2 separate regions of the Danio rerio genome follow, and region 2 is linked to region 1. A link is a contact called in public Micro-C data. All regions are on one chromosome and are shown on one strand. Each heading gives the region's core, a stretch centred on a gene start, on an enhancer-like site or on the middle of the called end of the contact. The rest is flanking DNA. Distances are from core to core; before and after follow the strand shown. Region 1 holds the start of usp47 (ubiquitin specific peptidase 47). Region 2 overlaps usp47 (ubiquitin specific peptidase 47).

The links. Hi-C and Micro-C count contacts between places; a contact is called where the count stands out from the background.
Region 2: a Micro-C map of caudal fin shows a contact between it and region 1, with 2.0 times the contacts expected there. The contact joins the enhancer-like site here to the promoter of usp47 in region 1. A contact is called at or near these places in 4 of 18 Hi-C or Micro-C datasets (caudal fin, embryo and hematopoietic stem cells).

The regions. Positions count from the first base shown.
Region 1 is chr7:70,814,952-70,820,757 of GRCz12tu, reverse strand. It overlaps usp47 (ubiquitin specific peptidase 47), which reads right to left and starts at 2,873. Exons shown (of 28, transcript NM_001331129.1): 1 at 2,630-2,873. The coding sequence starts at 2,674. It overlaps clec3a (C-type lectin domain family 3, member A), which reads right to left. Exons shown (of 3, transcript XM_005170772.6): 3 at 5,480-5,806. It overlaps LOC141375184 (a long non-coding RNA gene), which reads left to right and starts at 4,702. Exons shown (of 3, transcript XR_012382802.1): 1 at 4,702-5,134.
Region 2 is chr7:70,848,614-70,854,419 of GRCz12tu, reverse strand. All of the region lies in intron 1 of usp47 (ubiquitin specific peptidase 47), which reads right to left. Among named protein-coding and RNA genes, the nearest start is that of usp47, 34 kb to the right of the region's middle. Within about 2 kb of position 3,394, at least 7 of the 62 cell types and tissues checked have an H3K27ac peak or open chromatin away from gene starts, as enhancers often do.

The sequences.
Region 1 (5,806 bases), core at 1,624-4,123:
AAACCACTCGCGCTATTAGTCGGCCTCGTAAAACAACAACAAGGCACAGCAGGTTTCGTTCTTCTTGGTTTTGTGGATGTTCATCAAGACGACGACGAGGTTTGTTTAAGCTTTGGTCGACCATGGCTCGTTATTATATGTATATGTTATTACAATGTAATGTCTCGGCTGTCTATTTAAAAATGGTCACTTCCTTTGTTTTTATTCTCCTGGCTTGTCATTCTCTCCGAACCGTGAGACCAGTGTAGGTTCACACCTCTATTGTTTATTATATGTGTATAATAAATTACATAAAAATATATTTATATTTCACTCCCCTGCAAAATCATCCCAGTCAATCTAAAGTAGTGACTTTGAGAAAATGTATTTGTATCACAAAATATATAATCGCAGAGAAAAAAAAAATATTGCCAAATTGTCATGACTAATTTTTCCAATATTGTGCAGCCCTACTGCCTACTGTAGCCAATTTTAATATTTATTTTTGATATTTGGCAACAAATTTATCATGAAGACACAATTTTATTGTCATTGCCTACATGGATGGAAACAGTTCTTTACTTTCAAATATTTTCTGCCATATTCCAGTTTTGTGTCTAATTCACACCTTTGGATGGAAACTGTTCTCAAAATTTCACACACACACACACACACACACTCCAGTGTTACTCCAGTCTTCAGAGTCGCATGATCCTTAAGAAATCACTCTAATAATAATTGTTGTTGTTGTTGTTTTTATGATTATTATTTTTATTATTATTATTATTATTATTATATATTGTATTATTATTATTATTATTATTATTATTATTATTATTATTATTATTATTATTATTATTAATAATAATAATAATGGTAATAGTAATAAAAACAATAATGTAAGGACTAATAATATCATTTAAAAGTACATACAATAAGTAACATCTAAATATTTTTAAATAAATATTTAACAGTTTCTTTTTACATTTAACGAATGCCACCTTGATAAACAAAATAATTTTCATAAAAAAAACATGAAAGAAAAAGACCCCAAACTTTGACCAGTAGTGTATGCGCAACAGAAAGATCTAAAAATGTTGTATTGTGCACTTCATGTATGAAGCTGTGTAAATGTCATAGCATGTATGTCTGCATACATATGGTCTTATTATTGTTTTGATTATGAATATACAGTTGAAGTCAGAATTATTAGCCCCAATGAATTATTAGCCCCCCGTTTATATTTTCCCCCAATTTCAGTTTAACGGAGAGATTTCTTCAACACATTTCTAAACATAATAGTTTAATAACTCATTTCTAATAACTGATTTATTTTATCTTTCCCATGAACACAGTAAATAATAATTGACTAGATATTTTTCAAGACACTTCTATACAACTTAAAGTGACATTTAAAGGTTTAACAAAGTTAATTAGGTTAACTAGGCAGGTTAGGGTAATTAGGCAAGTTATTGTATAATGATCTTTTGTTCTGTAGACCATTAAGAAAATATAACTTAACGGGGCTAATAATTTTGAACTGCTTTTATTCTAGCTGAAATAAAACAAATAAAACTTTCTCTAGAAGAAAAAAAATTATCAGACATACTGTGAAAATTTCCTTGCTCTGTTAAACATTATTTGAAAAATGTTTAAAAAAGAAAAATAAATTAAAAGGGGTTAGCTCTGTATAATAAGTCTGACTTCAACTATACGACTGCGTGTGTGTATATACATTACACCTATTTGTTGTTTTAAATCAGCCAATCAAACAACCAGTTGCTACAATGTTTTGTTGTTGTTTTTTGCATGAATACAAATGTTACCGTCATTAAGAATTTTTAAAAGATCTTGCTTTATTGATTTACACTTTACCACATATAACATGTTTTACAGCATTCAAAAATGAAATCACCATTAGCATAAAGACCAAAAAGAGTACGCATCTCGAAAATTGAGAGTTCAAATGTCACTAAAAATATTATTTTGTTATGCAAGTGTTGATGAGGAAGATAAACTCTATTCCCGTCAGATCTAAAACACATCCGCGTTAAAAAAGAATGTGCATTGAAACTGAAACTGTACAAGATTTTTTGTTTGTTTGTTTTGGTCATTTATAATAACAATAGTAACAAAAAACACATTCGGCCGATGTTGACATCATTCAAATATCAAAGCAGGGGTCATCATTCCTCAAATAAAGCATACGAGTCTAATCTGAATTATGTCTGTGATGTAAATGATGCGATGTGGATTAAATCAAGCAGTCTAATCTGAGCTGCTAACATAAACTATGGCGCACACTTTAGCACCTCCCAAAACTCACTCCTGCAGGACACTTTGCGGGCTGAGGAGAGAGTAAACAGCATCACAGCACACATGACAACATGTTATTAGGTCTACTAATTCCATAAATCTCCGGTATATATTGGTTATGAACGTATTCAATCTGTTGTAAGGACTTGTTGACTGATAGTTAGCTGAGCTACAGCTAACACTCTGCTAGCCGCTCAACTCACAATCCTGACACGCACTTTTCAGTCTCTCCTCCGCTGCGTTTAAACGCGATTCTCTAGCTTACATTGCGATTTTTTTAATAGGGAGATGGTGTGATTTGAGTGTGTGTTATTTGAGGTCGATCATCTCTTACCTCTTTGGGCACAAGCTGCTTTTCTTCGCTGGGCACCATTTCCATCTGATCATCCAGCCGCGGTCCGCTGTCAACAACAGGAGCCCTGCGATTGGCTTTGGGACAGCATTCTGAGCGTGTTAGGAGAAACGAGTCGATGTCGGGGAGACTACTTTTAGGCTAAATGGCTCGTAATCCAGCTTAATCTGCGTTACTTTCTTTCTTGCTGGACTGTAAGCAAAAACAGCAATCAATGGAGGAAAAATGGCCGCCACGCACTTTCGCGAGACTTCACTTCAATCTGCGTCACTTCCGACAACATTCGCTGTCTGTGGACGTTATAAAACAGCTGAAAGTGTAAACTGACAGTTAACAAACTGAATAATATTGTGATGTAATGCGAGACTTAGCGTGATAGTTGTGAAACACTAAACTTAATCTGAGGTCACACTTTAGCCTGTCGAATAAATGTCTTCATTATAAGTGAACTTTGCCTCCTTCGTGAGTGCTGCTTGCTTTCATTGTGTTCACTTCTTTCACAACACTCAAAGTGAAATGAAGAATATAACTATTTTTCAAAAATGCTCAGCCTAATCAGATTCCAAAAATCAAGTAAGCTACTAATTAGCGTAAACAACTTTTTAATGTAGGCTAACTACAGTTAGCTAGTTTTTTAGATATTACGACATCCCATCACACAAAAACATTGTAAAAATGTTGGTTTCATGTTGTTAAAAGGTTGTGATAACATTTTTTGGACACATTTGATACAACAAATTATGTTTTTTTAAACGTTATAAATTCGAACTTCACAACATTGCAAATACTTTTTTTGTGTTATAATGTCGAATTCAAATCATGAATTCACCTATTTTTTTCTCTATTTAATGTTCATTTTCTTCATAATAAATGTGTCGCATAAATACATTCTTTATTCTTCTTTGTTTTCGATTTTGTACGTTACTATTACTTGTTTTTCGTACTGTCATAAGGTGGTTTTTAGATGAAATACAGCAGTCTCTCTAGCCTTTTTCAATATATTTTTTTATTGAGCAGAGAAACCATTTATTGTCTAAATGGCTCGTAATCCAGTTTAATTTGAGTTACTTTCTTTCTTGCTGGACTGTAAGCAAAAACAGCAATCAATGGAGGAAAAATGGCCGCCACGCACTTTCGCAAGACTTCACATAAATCTGCGTCACTTCCGACAACACTCGCTGTCTGTGGACATTATAAAACAGCTGAAAGTGTAAACTAACAGTTAGCAAACTAAATAATAATGTGATGTAATGCGAGACTTAGCATAGTTGTGAAACACTAAACTTAATCTGAGGTCACACTTTAGCCTGTCGAAAAAAAATCTTCATTATAAGTGAACTTTGCCTCCTTCGTGAGTGCTGCGTGCTTTCGTGTTCACTTCTTTTTTCAACACTCAAAGTGAAATGAAGAATATAACTATTTTTCAAAAATTCTCATCCTAATCAGATTCCAAAAATCAAGTAAGCTACTAATTAGCGTAAACAACTTTTTAATGTAGGCTAACTACAGTTAGCTAGTTTTTTAGATATTACGACATCCCATCACACAAAAACGTTGTAAAAATGTTGGTTTCACGTTGTTAAAAGGTTGTGATTACATTTTTTGGACACATTTGATACAAAAAATGATGTTTTTTTAAACGTTATAAATTCATTGCAAACATTGCAAATACTTTTTTTTCGTGTTATAATGTCGAATTCAAATCATTAATTCACCTATTTTTCTCTATTTAATGTTTATATTCTTCATAATAAATGTGTCGCATAAATACATTTTTGATTCTTCTTTGTTTTCGATTTTGTACGTTACTATTGCTTGTTTTTCATACTGTCATAAGGTGGTTTTTAGATGAAATACAACAGTCTCTCTAGCCTTTTTCAATATATTTTTTTATTGAGCAGAGAAACCATTTATTTTCTAAATGGCTCATATACAGGTTTAATTTGAGTTACTTTCTTTCTTGCTGGACTGTAAGCAAAAACAATCAATGGAGGAAAAATGGCCACCACGCACTTTCGCGAGACTTTACTTCAATCTGTGTCACTTCCGACAACACTCGCTGTCTGTGGACATTATAAAACAGCTGAAAGTGTAAACTTACAGTTAACAAACTGAATAATATTGTGATGTAATGTGAGACTTAGCATGATAGTTGTGAAACTACAGTTAGCTACTTTTAGATTAGGCTTTGAATTAATTATTTGATTTTTTGTGCTTTGTCATAGGTTATATATACACAGTATTGTGCAAAAAAGACTTACGCTTGAGTGCCCCCTAGACATTAGCACAGTAATTTATTCTTAATTATTGTTAGAGACTCTTCAGGTCTTATGTATTTAGAAGCTTATGTTACACCGCCGGTCCTACGCCATCAAAACCCGCTCCAAGTTGGGATGGAACTGGCAACTCTTCGCAAAGGAGTCGGTTGCTCTAACAAGGAGGCTAAAGACAATGGCCTCAGCGTCTGTCGCTAGAGCACCTGAAGAGGTCAGAGAATTAAGTTTACCTGCACAGCACTTCACTAGCTGGCCTCCTTTACACTCACCCCCTCAACCTCACTCCCATCCGTGTCAAGGCACCAATGTAACACCACCCAACCCACTCTGAGCTGGGATTTAACCAGTGACTTTCCGCAAGGGAATCAGTTGCTCTACTAAGGAGGCTAAAGACCATGGCCTCTTGCGTCCATCACTAAAGCACCTTTAGTGGTCAGAGGAGTGAGGTTTACCAGCACAGCACTTTGCAAACTGGTATCCATTACACTTAAAAGTATAAAAATTATTTACATTTTATCTTTTGATGAATGCATACTTATACAACGTTACTCAGTACCCCATTTTGTCATATATTTTTTATTCATCATCAACCTCATTCATAATATCCAAAAATGTCCTAGAATATTGTAGTTTTTCTGCAATAAACATGTTGGATTAAATGAAGACAACACTGAATAAAAAAAATCTCATCAGTACTGAGTGTTTAATGTTACTGAATGGATAGTTCCGGTCCTTGATTCTGATTGGTCGAGTCTCATTCAAAGTTGTAAAAACACTCTACTAACAAACATGTGACTTTTGTATGTTGTTTTAATTAACCCCTGTGTACTGTTCAAATGTACTACACCTTCGTTATGTTCGGGGCTGTTTTTGCCCCATTGAC
Region 2 (5,806 bases), core at 2,145-4,644, 33 kb before region 1:
ACGCAGTCAGATATTTTGCCGAACAGATCCGCCACTTTTGGCGCTCATAAACAATCATAAAGCTCTCGTGCTGCAGGAATGAGGAGGTCTGCTGAAGGCGCGCAGCTGTCGTGCAGTGAGGGGTTTGCGTCTTTAATAAGCTACGGCAGTTTGCGTTCACTGAACAGTAAGAATTATTAATAAATCCATATGAAACAGTCCCTTAAAAGTCACGTCTCGCTTTCAGTTTCGGACTTTGGCCCGTTTTGCACTCACACACAAGCGTACCGCGCCAAAGCCTAAGTAAACCGGACTCAGGCACACCTCTTCCAACCGGGCCAGGGCCGGCCAAGTGAACCGTGCTTGAGCCTGATTCAGCACACTCACACTTCTCAAACGATCCGAGAAACGGGCCTGGGCATGGTACGGATGGCATAGTGTGAGTAGGCCCTTATTGTCTATCCACAGAAGAGATTCTGACTGAAACGAGTGGTCAGTAATTGAGTCTTGCATCCTGCACAAACATACAAAGATTTGTAACAAATATGCATGATGTCAGTATACATTCTTCACTTCCTGCCTGTAAACTAGGGGTATAATGGTACACAGACGTCATGGTTCAGTACATGCCTAATGGGGTCACGGTTTGATACAGGTTTGGTACAACAGATTTAAAAAAAAAAGCTATAAAGTTAATTTTGAACATGAGGAAATGTTATCACAATCAGCTACAGAATATAAAATCATGTTGTGATACAAAAAAAAAGAGCTCTAACTTCCTTCAACACACCTCCCTAGAGGTTTCTAGTATAACTAGAAAAAACCTGATTAGCTGGTTCAGGTGTGTTTTCAGTGGTGTAGTGTGGACGGAGAGCTGTTCAGAAACGCTAGGTCAGTGGTTCTCAAACTTTTTTCATCAAGTACCACCTCAGAAAAAAATTGTCTCTCCAAGTACCACCAAAATGAGCAGTATTGAAATACAGTAGCGTAGTAGGCCTAGTAAAGCAGCTACAACTCTGCACAGTTAAAAAAAACATGGCAGATTACCTCAGAAATATAGGCTATGTGATCTATGGGATATAATATACCCAATTTTTGATAAATTTTGAAATATATGTAGCATGTACATGACATATTTCATTCCTCCGCGTACCACCAGAAGGAAGCCTCCGTACCAATAGTGGTACACGTACCACAGTTTGAGAACCACTGCGCTAGGTGAAATGCCAGTGTGGACGTGGATCATTTTCATTCTAAAACATCATTTTAAAACTAAAATGTATTAGTGTAAAGGGGTCTTAAATACTCTGACCATGTCGCCAGTGTTGGCCCATGACGTTTCTAGTATAACTAGAAAAAGCTTGATTAGCTGGTACAGGTGTGTTTAATGGGGGTTGGAATTAAAATATGCGAAACACCGGCCCTCCAGGACCGAGCTTGGGCACCCCTGATCTACACAGATCAGCATGAACATTTTTTGAATTCTGTATCGATTAGTGTTGTCACGATACTGGAATTTGAAACTATTTGGTGCTGAAATTTTAAAAATCCATTTCCTGCTAGCATTTGAGCACTGTTGAGCACATTTTTGAACAGTGCTGATTTGCCATTGTGTTCATGTGACCGTGAAAGTCATCCCCGAACTCACCACTGTGAAATGGACTTTTTTAAAACTGCAGTACCGATTAATATATCGAATTCCAGTATCGTGACAACACAAGTACCGATTGGTACTGAACTTTATACTTTTGACAACTTCATTGGCACATAAACTCATTCATTCCCAGTGAATCATGATGAACATTACCTAAGCAACCTTAAAGGCTGATTTATACTTCTGTGTCAAACACCGGCGTATGCTACAGCGCTGACGCATAGCCCTTCGCCGTGGCCGTCGCTGACGTGCACCTCTCAAAAAAATGTAACTACACGTCGCAACAACGCGTAGCGCAAGCTCTGTGATTGGTCGGCTTGGTAGCGCTGACGAGTCGGGGTGGGACCGAGAGCGAACCCAATGTAGCGATTGTTTAGAAGTGTGGAGTCCCGTGAAGGAGCTCCGGATGGAAAGTTTTGTTTTGTGTTTACCTCATAGTTAAAGTTGTTGCACGTCCGCCGGTTGCTGCCTCAAAATGAGTGAGTTTGAGCCACTTGTACATCCCGGAAGTGTTCAGGAAAAGCAAAAAAGCAGCGAAGAAACTCGACACAGAGGAACATTTACACGTCACTGCCAACTAGCGTTTCGGAAGTGTTAATGCAGACCAACAGAGACAGCGCGCAGAAGTATAAATGCACAGCCACGCGCGTTGCATGCGCCGTGGGTTACGCAGGTCACTTGACGCAGAAGTATAAATCAGGCTTAAGGCTCATACACATCAAAAGGTTTTTCATTTGTGTGTATCGTCAGGATTTTGAGACATTTTTCCGCATTCAAACCAAAGCAATTTTAACTGGCGTCGAGCAGAAGAAAACGCAAAATCACTCCTTGACGTTAGATAGCGCTAAACAACTTTAAGCTTCTGACACCCGCTTGTAACACAGAAGAAGAAGACAGAAAGTTGACACGCTTGTTGTTGAAGTTACTGGCAATTCGAACAATCATGGATGGTTCAAGTAGCAGCTCCAGCGAAGAAATGATTTTTGTTCACCAGTGCAATAAGCAGCTCCACGTTCATGTCGCCTCTGGGCATCTTCTTCAATGTGCGTTCGCATTAAAAGTTTTGCGCTTGAGCGCCTCCAAGTGCTGTTTACTGTAACTTCAACAGCTCCGTGCACTTAAACAAAAGTGGCAATCTGATTGGTGGAGAAGGTTTTGATGTGGTGCATCAAAAAAACAAAAAAAAAAAACAAGCATGAGGCGTTTCTTCAAAAATGACGCTTTTTTGCTTGGCATTTTGCGCGTTGGTTTGCAGGATCACATTGCCGCCCTTTGTTTAGTCACGAGGTGCTAAACATTGACGGAAAATGTTAGCAATAAGCGTCCCGGCGTGAACGGGCCTTTATGGTGGGAACTCCCACTAGCGACACAGGGTGACATGCAGCTACAAAGAAAGAAATATGCCTCCGTAAATATCATTATAGTGAAAAGGAACTAAAGTAGCTGGCGTCGTACTGCCCCGTAACCTTATTTTTTTTACCTAGAATCTGCAGTTAAATGTATGTTATTACAAAAATATAGGCTGAAGCATTTATTTCCAATGAGCCTGTGTTGTCTGGCTTAGAAAATTGAAGTTATGGTTTAGGTTTTTAGGGTTGCATTATGCAGTCAAAGGCATATTGTTGACTCTGAAAGTAGTAGTGTTGATTAATTGCAAGTTGTTACATGCGTCTTATGTACACCCAGGTCTAGAGTCAATAGGGTCAATATTGTTTTATCTTTTTTGCTTTGCTTTCTCTAGTTACTTATTGATTGAGCTGGGGAAAAAAAGGCTATAAAATGAAAGGAGGCGGATCCTCTCGCTCTGTTTCTCTGTCGCAGCTTTCCCCAAATCGTTACACTTTTTTCCTCACCTTTCTTTGTAAGTTTAAAGCGGAGAGTTCCAGCTAGTTTCTGTTAGTTGCTGGGCTCCCCATTGCTTACAAATGACTTTGAGTAATTTGTGTTTAAAAAAAATAACCCATTTGGAAGATTCTTCCATTATACAATGTGCCCCTGTTGACTTGTGCACATTTATTCCAGGGATCGTAACACAGGTGTTGTTTACAAAGCAGAGCCATGGTCTTTTTATACACTGTCTGAGTGTCTGCTAAAGAACTGATCATGTTACCGCTGACCGAGGATTCTAAGAACGAAGCAGGCAAAACATTTCTTTGTATTCTTTTGATGGGATAAACACAGAAAATGCTTTACTTAAAGGGATAGTTCACCCAAAAATGTAAATATTTGTCATCAATTACTTGTTTCAAACTTTTAAGGTATTCTTTCTTCTGTTAAACACAAAAAAGACATTTTAAAGAAAGCTGGAAACCTGTAACTATTGACTTCCAAAGCTATTGTTTTTCCTACTACTCAAGTCAGTTTACTGGTTTTCACCTTTCTTTAAATTGTTTTCTTTAGTGTTCAACAGAGGAAAGAAACTTTGAACTATCCCTTTAAGGTAACTTTATTTTTGTATTTATTTTACTTGCTTACTGTAAAAACAATATGAATGCTTCCTATATATACTTTAAAAAAGACAAATAGTTTTTGTAATACCATTTATTGCCCTTTAATGTTTTATTGCTTTTTACAGCCCGGACTGTGGTGATTTTATATATTGACTACAAAATCTGTGGTGTGATGCATGATCTCTAACCATATAAAATCGATCTAATCTCATGCTCCTGTTTTTGCTAAGCAGATGTTTACTTTGAAGAAAAAAAGATTACTTAAGTTGTTTTTCATAGGTGGTTGAAACTTGAAAAAAATTCATTCTTTTACACAATATTATAAATAAAATTAAAACATTTGTCCATGAAGAAAACATCTGGGGGACATTTCCCTTTAAAATAAATAAAAAAGCAAATATGTTTTTAATTACAGCATTTTAATACCTCATAATGCTGTAACAATAAATCATGTTAATCTTCCACAAATGTAGCAATAAAGACCATTTCAATGCGCCATGTCATTGGCCCATGAACATTTCCTGCATGTTATTAAACTATTTCATAATTGAAACTAGGCAATTTAATCGTAACTTCATGTTAAAACAGCTATCAAAACATTATTTATCAATAAGTGGCTCTTTTTGGATTCTCGGAAGCTATTAAAATAAAAATTTTAATATATTTGAAAATATGCATTGAATATGATGCTTTTATATATATATATATATATATATATATATAAATAATGCGATATTTTATTTTGCCGCAATATGAATATAATTTCACCAGATGATTTGGTGAAACATTAAGGCTGAACGTTCAAAAATAATGTTCACCTAACAAAACTGACTCCTGGTTCCAGAATCTTTAAAACTCACAAGCAAAAGGGTTAACCACAGTAGTAAGGCAGCAGTGGTAAAGTTACTTTGCACTTTGCAAGACTTAAGACATGTTTTTATTTACTCGCCTTTTTTTTTTTTTTTGGATCATTCATTTTTCCATTTGTTGTCAAGTATAGCTGCACTGCAAAGCTGCTTTTCTTTCTTTCTTTTCTTTCTTTCTGTCATTTTGTCTAATTATCAGTCCAAATATCTAAAAAATAATTAATAACACAAATAAGTGATGCTTAACTTCTGTTTGAGATTATTTCTTATTAAGATTATTTTTCTAACCCCATTGGCAAATAATTTGCAAATACTTTTGCTTGTCTTAAGCCACTAATCACTTATTTTGAGGTGGGTTTATTTCAGAAAACAAGACATCATTTTTTGCTATTTCATCTGTCTAGTATGTATCTTGATTTTTTTTTTTTTTTTAGATATTTGGATTAAAAACAGGACAAAACTATTTTATTAATGTTTTTATTATTATTATTATTATTATTATTATTATTACAGCTCACGGATGAGCATTTTTTAATAAAGGGTTGGAAATGAATGCTTTTCTTGTTTTGTTTTTATCCAATTCATCGATTAATCGAAGAAATAATCGACAGATCATTCGATTGTTAAAATAATCGTTAGTTGTAGTCCTACATGTGTCTAATTAATTAAACCATTTTAACGAAACAAAATCATATTCTATATAAAAAATATAAATATTAACATAAATTATTATTGAGTTATTACCCAAATACACTGTACATACTAGGGGAGAAAGATCAAGCATGTTCAAATTAATTGCAGATGTAAGAACATGTTTATTATAATTTTATTTATTCTTTTAAAATATGCATTTTTCC